Regions from separate parts of the Mus musculus genome. Here region 1 is linked to region 2. Evidence: chromatin contacts called from public Hi-C data. All regions are on one chromosome and are shown on one strand. Each heading gives the region's core, a stretch centred on a gene start, on an enhancer-like site or on the middle of the called end of the contact. The rest is flanking DNA. Distances are from core to core; before and after follow the strand shown. Region 1 holds the start of Fzd3 (frizzled class receptor 3). Region 2 overlaps Fzd3 (frizzled class receptor 3).

The links. Hi-C and Micro-C count contacts between places; a contact is called where the count stands out from the background.
Region 1: a Hi-C map of olfactory sensory neurons shows a contact between it and region 2, with 1.5 times the contacts expected there. The contact joins the promoter of Fzd3 here to the enhancer-like site in region 2. A contact is called at or near these places in 11 of 39 promoter capture datasets (the 3T3-L1 cell line, the HPC-7 cell line, the SN4741 cell line and 7 more), 8 of 484 Hi-C or Micro-C datasets (the AML12 cell line, B cells, the P5424 cell line and 4 more), 3 of 115 datasets of contacts at active chromatin or transcription factors (embryonic forebrain, embryonic stem cells and forebrain) and 4 of 9 other capture datasets (adipose tissue, embryonic stem cells, liver and 1 more).

What each region holds. Positions count from the first base shown.
Region 1 is chr14:65,261,206-65,265,253 of GRCm38.p6, forward strand. It overlaps Fzd3 (frizzled class receptor 3), which reads right to left and starts at 1,258. Exons shown (of 7, transcript NM_021458.2): 1 at 1,127-1,258.
Region 2 is chr14:65,194,072-65,198,375 of GRCm38.p6, forward strand. Fzd3 (frizzled class receptor 3) reads right to left here. Exons shown (of 7, transcript NM_021458.2): 7 at 1-4,304. Among named protein-coding and RNA genes, the nearest start is that of Gm30008, 21 kb to the left of the region's middle. Within about 2 kb of position 1,845, at least 16 of the 459 cell types and tissues checked have an H3K27ac peak or open chromatin away from gene starts, as enhancers often do. A contact at or near this core is called in B cells and olfactory sensory neurons, where this site is marked.

The DNA.
Region 1 (4,048 bases), core at 8-2,507, 67 kb after region 2:
TAGATTTATCTAGTCCTCTTCTAGCCCATTATGCCCAGTAGACCACCGAGGACCAAAGCAGGCTGAGAAGGGAGGTGGCATCCTTAAGCCCAGCTGGTCTTTGTTTCCCTGCTCTCATGTACTGGTTTTGCAAAGCAACCCAATTCCCATCAACAAACATTCTGGATGTACTGAAGGACTTTCCCACCGTGAGATTTAAGCTGGTGCGTCTGTTCGGCAGTCTGAGAAATTCAGAAGGGAGCTAAAAATTGTGATTCTATCATTGGGCGAAAACCCAGACCTCTCGAGACGTTTTTCAACTTTAAGTCTCTTCTGCCTAATTAATGGCATGTGCTTTTGTTCTTTTTCTACCCACAAGAGGGAAAGAATAGGAAAAGGGAGGAGAAAAGAAAAATGAAAAAGCCCTCTCCTCTTCCCTTGAGGAAGTCCCTACCTCCAAGAGTCCCAAGATGCGAAAAGCCTATGGGATGTTTACAACCTTAACGTTACCCGCATCTCAGTGCCTTTATTCCAGAGGCTAGGAATTCACGCCGCATCCCAGGGCAAATCTGCCGACCCCGAGTCCCCACCGCGGGGGTACCTGGGGAGCGCGCGGCGCTGGGAGCCTCCGACTTTGCAAACTGATGGGCAGCAAGGGACAACTTTTGGGCGCTGGGTGTCAGGGGTCGGCCGGGGGCTGCAGGGAAGCAGCGGCGCCGGAGCTCGGCGCATCGTCCTCCCGCCCACGCCCCCGCGGCGCCGAGCGCAGAAACCGGCTGGGCCCGGCCTCGCTCCCCGCAGGCGACCGGCGCGGGGACCCGCCGCGTCCACACTCGCACAGGTTGCCCGGCGCGGGCGGGACGTACCGGCCCCGCCGCTTTCCCAGGGCATCCTCGCTTAGAGCGGCCGCGGCCCCGAACTCCGCGCCGCCCACTCCGACCCGGCTCCGGCCGGGCCGCTCGCCAGCCGCAGCTCCGCGCCCGCCTCGGCAGCGCCGGCCTCGGGCTTTTGTTCGGCCGCGACGCGAGCAGCGAGCGCCGCCTGACGAGGGGCGGCTGGGCTGGGGCAGGCGCCTCGGCGCTCTCCACACGCAACGCTCCTCTCCCGCCCTCCCGGCCCCGGAGGAAACGTCGGCCGCACGACTCACCTCACCGCCGGCCTCCGGGCTCTCCCGGGCAGCGCCGCTGGCCCCGCAGGCAGCCGCGCGTCCCTCAGGTTCCCCGAGCGGCCGAGGACCGCAGGCGCGCCGAGCCTTCGCGAGCGTCGAGGCGCGCGGCCCGGGGAGGGAGGTGCGCGCGCACGTGCCGCGCATGCGCGCTACGGTCAGCCTCCTATCCAGCTCCTGGCTGTGCAGCGCTGACCGGCTTCGTTGTTCTCAGCCTGGCGTCCTAGGTGATAGTGACGTCTTGAGCGCCGCGCGTCGGTTTGGTGGTTCCCAGCGCTGGAGGCATTCATCCAACATGTGCCCAGTCCTTCTTGCAAAGTCCGCCTGAGCCAAGTTCTCAGTGCGGGTCCAGTGCGGAAGCCAGTGTGCCAACCTCGGACCTCGGGGACTCACGGTGAAGGGTAGTGCCGCGCACAGGTAGCAAGGGACACCCGGTCTGTTGCAACGCTGCACTCTGACCGGCGAAGCAGGTGCACACTTCGCGTCCTCTCCACCGAGACCTTACTATAAACAGACGGAGCTTGTGCTCGCTGGTGACATGCCTCATCTTCCGCTTAGAGGGCTCCCCACTCCCTTTGCTATATGCACGGCTTGAGGAGCTGAAAGATTTCTTTAGAGGTCATCTAAACACAATTTTATTTTTTCCCAACAGGGAGAAGAACTCTCAGAAAGGTTGGATGTCTTACTTAGTCACACAGCATTTTAATGGAAGAGCCTGTATTCAATTAATCGTGATTGCGTTTCTCTTTGTTACAGGGTTTTACCTATCTTTCTTTTTGTCCATCTTCAACTTAGAGTCCATGGCTTCATTTGGTTCTCTTGGTAGCTCACAGGACATACAGCAACGTTGGCCCTGTTGCAAGTGATTGTACTTGACACTACTGACCCTTATGTTTATAAATGGCTACGGTGAGAACATATGGGCTGAAGATACAGTTCTGTTGGTAAAACATTTGCTATACAAGCGGAAGAACCTGAGTTACATCCCCAGAACCCACAAAACAACAACAACAACAAAATAACAACAACAAAATCAGTCCTAATAGCAGGCACTTGTGGTCCCAGTGCTGGGGAGGTGGAGCCAGGGTGGGTCCTGGGGCTAGCTAGTCACTCAGCCTAGCCCATTTGGTGAATCCCCAGGCCAGTGAAAGATTTGTCTCAAAAAACTAGGTGGAGAGCAACTGACTAACACACCTGTAGTTGACCTCTGGCCCATAGGTGTACAGAGAGACAGATAACAAGAGACAGAGTCAGATATAATTTTTAAAAGGTTCTCAGGTAATTTAGTGAATGCTGAAAAGTCTTGTGCTCAGGTCAGTCTCACATCAGAATTGACAGAATTTGATAGGCCAGCGTGATAAACAAAATCTGAAATAGCAATTTCCACTTTCCTTATTGGCACTTGTGCAGCAACATTTTCAGGACAATAATGTTGATTCTTAGGGCCATTCCAGGCAAATCAGCATGCCCCAGGGACCCAGTGGTGTCTCTTGATGAGAGTAAATGAAGAGGCAGGTGGTATATGGGGGTGGAGGAGAAACTTTGTCATAGCTTTATGTAGTGCTAGATCCCCATTACTAAGGCACTGGAAATGTGCTTGCAGGAGCCTTCTTACTCAGTGTACACAGTACGCTATAAAAACAGACACAGGCCACGCCACTGCTCACATCAGCAGATGGGGATGACACAGACACAATTACAAATATATCAACATCGTCAGGTCCCATAAATAAATACAATACTTAGCAGAAAAGGAAACTGCTATATATAAGTGGTAGTACATCTTTAAAAACTGTCAAGAATAAATCACTTGTAAGAGTGAACATATATGCCGGGCAGTGGTGGTGCATGCCTTTAATCCTAGCACTTGGGAGGCAGAGGCAGGTGGATTTCTGAGTTCAAGGCCAGCCTGGTCTACAGAGTGAGTTCCAGGACAGCCAGGGCTACACAGAGAAACCCTGTCTCGAAAAACAAAAACAAACAAACAAACAAAACAAAGAGTGAACATATATATAATGAAACTGTCCAAAAAGGAACAAGAAGGCGGTGCACAAATTGTTTTCTAGACATAGCAAGGACAATGGGATCTGTGTGCGGAAAGGGCTACTACATGCATGTCTGGTAAACACACAGAGAGGGAGAGAGAGGGAAGGAGAGAGAGAGGGAGAGAGAGAAAGAGAGAGAAGAGCACGCATATTGGTGGAAACATCTTTGTGGAGATACAAGTGTTTGTTATAAAATCTCTAAGCTTTTCTTTATGTGTGATATGTTCCACACAGAAGTAATGTCAAAGTATCACAAGACACTGGGCTATGTGTGCATGTTCCTTAGGAACACAGTGGGAATGGGGTGACTCACAAGGAACACAGTGGGAACGGGGTGACTCATTCCCCTTTAGGGGAGCAGTCAGTTGGAGGAACTGTGGGACATGAGGAGACCCAGAAGGTACTGTTAAGAGCAGAGAAGAGGGGATCCTCTATGAGGAATGGAAACATTCAAATCCCATGGGGATAACTCCAGATGCTTTCTAGGTCCCATCTCCCTTTCCTTCCATGTTGTAACCACTAATAGAAAGTCTTTAACAAGGGGGAACTTCACAGAGAGACTCAGCCACCTAGGCATTGTTAAAACTGGTGCCTTTCTGGATGAACCCGTTTTTTGAAACCATAAATGTTAACTGGTAATGCATGGTAATTTAGTATGACATCTTTACCTGCCTCCCCCAGGCCACCCCCTCACATCCCCAAAGGCTTTGTCTATTCATTTACATACAAGCTGGTCATTTGGAAAAACCACTAAGTTGGAATCCAGACAACCTAGGTTCTCGTTTCAGCTTTGCCACTTACTGATCCACTGTTAACTTAGGGAAAGCGCCAACCTCCACGAGATGCACTGTCCCCTTTT
Region 2 (4,304 bases), core at 595-3,094:
ATCACTCAACAACAGAGTTGTTCACTGAGACAAGAAAGTAAGAGACAGCTCATTAATATGGGATTTAGATATTCTGTATTACAGACAATGAATAACTATTATCATAGATACGTGTTTCTATAAATACTCCTCCAACCTATCAGATTAAAATATTAGAGAGTATTTTTTTTTCTCATTTTTGAAAACAGGGTCTTGTTATGTAGCTCAGCCTGGCCGTCAGTTCCTGGCAATCCTCTGGCCTCATTTAGCCTTGCCTCCTAAATGCTGGGATTATAGACATATATCTATCACGTTGGACTTGAAAACAACACTTCCTAATTTAAAATTTTAATTTTGAGAATTAATTTTTATAATAGTTCCTACAAAGGAAATAAGCCAGCACGATGCTCCAGGCTCTATAAACTGTACTCTGGAAGCTGGCGGGGGGAGAGGGGGAGGTGACAATGTGTACTTTACCACGAGGAAACAAAGCTTTAAACTTCAGTGAGAAAGTAAGACTCAAAATCAAAATCTAGAAACTGAAAATAAAAGCAGAAAAGCTGTTTGCAGTTGGTATTAAAGGGCTGGAGATATGGTTCAGTGGCAGAAGGTGTGGATAATAAAAGAAAGGCCTGGTTCCACATTCGTCACAGACAGACACACACACACACACACACACACACACACACACACACACACACACACAATTAGGAAGGAAAGGAAGGAAGGAAAAATATAAGCTGATGTTAAGTACATGAGAAGCTCACGACTGCAACCTTGGCACTCAGGAGGCCATGCGGGAAGAATGTAAGCTTCAAGGCTAGTCTACACAACACAGCAAGTTCAAGGCCTTGATACCTGATAGAAAAGACCAAGGTCTGGTGAGCTGGAACACTTGCCGAATATATGCAAGGCTCTGGTAGCAGGCAAGGCCCTAGTCCCAGGGGAAATAATAAAGCAAACATAAAACACGAGAAGCTGGATGGTTCTGGGGAAGTTGGAGCACTATAAAAAGAGAAATGATAACAAAATCCACATTTATTCAGCTTCCAGAGTCTGAATGCCTTTCCCCTTCTCCCTCTACTTGGTTTTTGACACGGTCTTACTATGTAGCTCAGGTTGGCCTATAATTATATACCATGCAGCACAAGATGGCCTTAAATGTATAATTCTTCTGTCTTAGCCTCTCAAGAGACTGGGATTCCAGTGTGAGTCCCCACACTTAGCTTAAACAAACATTTTCATGCTAGAGAATCCATTTTATGATTTAAACAATTTCACACTTATATTATTTTCAAGGCATATTCATCTCAGCTCAATGTAAAAATCTACTGTGCAGATTTCTTTAAAAAAATGATTTCATAGTAAGTGCTTCTGCTGACACGATTAGTTCTGGGAAAATGACCTGAGACAGGGCTGAGGGAAGAGATGTGCCAGCTTTTCAAAACTGAGGGTGGAAGGGTGGCTAGACAAACAGAAAAAGAAAAGAAGGATAACTATAAACCACCCCTCTAGGGTTACTTTTTTTTCTTATAGAACTTCTCATTATCAATCCCCAATATTCATTGAAACTGGACTTCATAGTCAATGTATGCAACAACAAGGACTTGTAAGAGCCAGAAAACTGAAAATAAATGTGCTGTTTTTAGAGACAATTTAAAAAAATGTTAACGGTTATGGTTAATGGCAGAATACATCCGAGGAATATGTTGCTAAGCAACTGGGTCACTTTGCAACGTCAGAGCATGCACTCACCGAATCACATGCCTATGATGTTACTAAGTGATATGACCCTATGGGACCACTGCTGTATGGACAGGGTGTCTGAAACAGGACTTAACCTTGGGATCCTCTTGCCTTAGGCTGCCATGTGTTTCCTAACTAAAAATGACTAAAGCATCATTATGCAGCATATGGCCATAGGACTCTCTGAGAGACTGAGCATCTAATTTCTGAGAACCAGTGACAGACCTAAGACAAGGGATTAAATGTAGCTAAGGAAATCTAATAGGCGCTGAGGCTGTGTATATAGCTCACTGGTAGAATGGCTGCCTAGCACATGCTTGTTCACCAGAACCAAAGGGGATGGGAGGGGCAACAAAGCTGACATAGTTAGAAAAAAAATCCCACTAGAAACCAGTACATCAACCTATACCTACTTCCTAATGCTATGAACTCATCAGACTTCAGTCTCAACTGTACACTGTATGTCTACAGTCCAAGGCATTCAAGATGTCTGAAGGGATGCAGACAGTCAGAGCTAAGAAACCCACCTTCCAACTGGGTGGGCTGGAGGAATGGCTCAGTGGTTAGAAGATCTTTCAGGACTGGGGTTAGATTCCCAGCACCCACATAGTGGCACACAACCCTCTATAGCCTTATTTCAGGGGATCCCTCAGTGCCAGGCATTCAAATGGTACACAGACACAGATCCAGGCAGAACATCCAAACACATAAGATTAGAAGATAGCAAGTGAGATTTCCTTGATCCAATTCATGTAAAGCGTCATTAATTTACAAGAGAATTCTATTGAAAGGATGAAGCTATTGGAATCTGTTTTATTAAAGACTACTTACAATTTTTTATTAATTTATTTTGTTTATGTGTGTGCATGTGCACTACAACCCGCATGTGGAGGTCAAAGGACAACTTGTGGGAGTCTGTTCTCTCCCCCATCATATGAGTGTCTAGGCTAGAAACCAACACTGTCAGGCACGGCAGCAAGTGCCAGTACCTGCCACGTCATCTCACTGGCCCCAGGAGAATTAAGGGAACTTTATGGTAATATTCTCTGCAAAGCCAGGACAAATGAACAATAACAAGTCACATTTATCTCTAACAATATTTTATGAGTTTTATTTTCAATGCTGGGACTGAACCCATGGCCCTGTCTATTGCTGAGCTAAATCCTAATCCTGCTAATATTTTAAAATCGGTCATCGCTTTTCTGTGGCAATCTGCAACTACACATATTCAATGAAGTTGAGGAGGCAGTTAAAGAGTTCTATTCCATTTCTCTAAGTTCTTTAGACTTTATAATCAATCTGGGCAGTGGTGGCACATAACTTTAAGCCTCTCACGTGGGAGGCAGAGGCAACCAGATCTCTGAGTTCAAGGTCAGCCTGATCTACAGAGCAAGTTCCAGGACAGCCAGGACTACACAGAGAAACATTGTCTTGAAAAACCAAAATAATAGTAATAGTAGTAGTAGCAGTAGCAGCAGCAGCAGCAGCAAAAACAACACTAATGAAAGCTGGAAAAACCTGACAGCCTTTTAATTAGCAAAGGGACCGGTGCTGTCAGCGATCTGTTCATCACTGATTTTATTTTGAACACATGCTAGGGAGGTACTCTCCCAATGAGCTACACTACAGCTCTACAGAATGCATTTGGTATGAGGGCTGGACTAGAAAATCTATATTCATAATTAAGAGAACAAATATCAAAAATATCATGTCATTTCTTTTGTTTATCAACTTATGTTGACATCTAAATTTTTCCCATTAAAAGCCATGCCTGGTATTTATAACTTCTTTTACTTTTATTATCTATAATTTTCCTCTTTTAAAAATCGCTTAAGTTAGAACATGGTGGCATGTCTGAAATCCCAGCACTTGCCTGGCAAGGGTGAGAGTTCCATGAGCTCAAAGCCAGCCTGGGATATACACCTAAGCCTCTGAGATCAGCCTGAGCCAGTCTGTGAGGGGGCTGGAAATGGAGCCCACTGTCAGGATACTTTTCTAACACTGGGGTCCTAGAGTGCAGCTGCCTTAGCTGAGTAAGCTGATCGAGCAAACAGAGTTTATGGGAAGACAATACAAGTGAGCTCTCAACAATGACTATAAAATGGTCAAGGGAGAAACAAATTAGAGTCTGGTGGAATCTGAGACTCCTAATCTAATTCCTGAATTCCTTTCAACTGCAAACAAAAATGCTCTATCGGGTTAACAGAGCTCACTGAAAGGAGAGGCAAAACTAGATATCAGCTTTCCTGACTCAAAAATCCTTGGATATTTTTTAAAATAACACAATGCATTCTTACTAGTTATTAACTAAAACCTTGCCAAAACAAAGCCATTGAGTTCTAAATTTTAAAAAGCCAGGTAGCAAAAACAAAGAATCATCTAAAAGTCTGCAAATTTGAGCAAGCCCGATTATATACCAAAAAGCTTAAGGCCATAATACTACTAATAAAATAATACACTTATCTGCTTTAAGAAATATAACAAGCTCGAAAAAGTCAAAAGTACTAATTCGATAGTGGTAATGAGTAGAATAATAGAACACTGAATATTTATAAATAAAAATTACTAATTTTTAATTA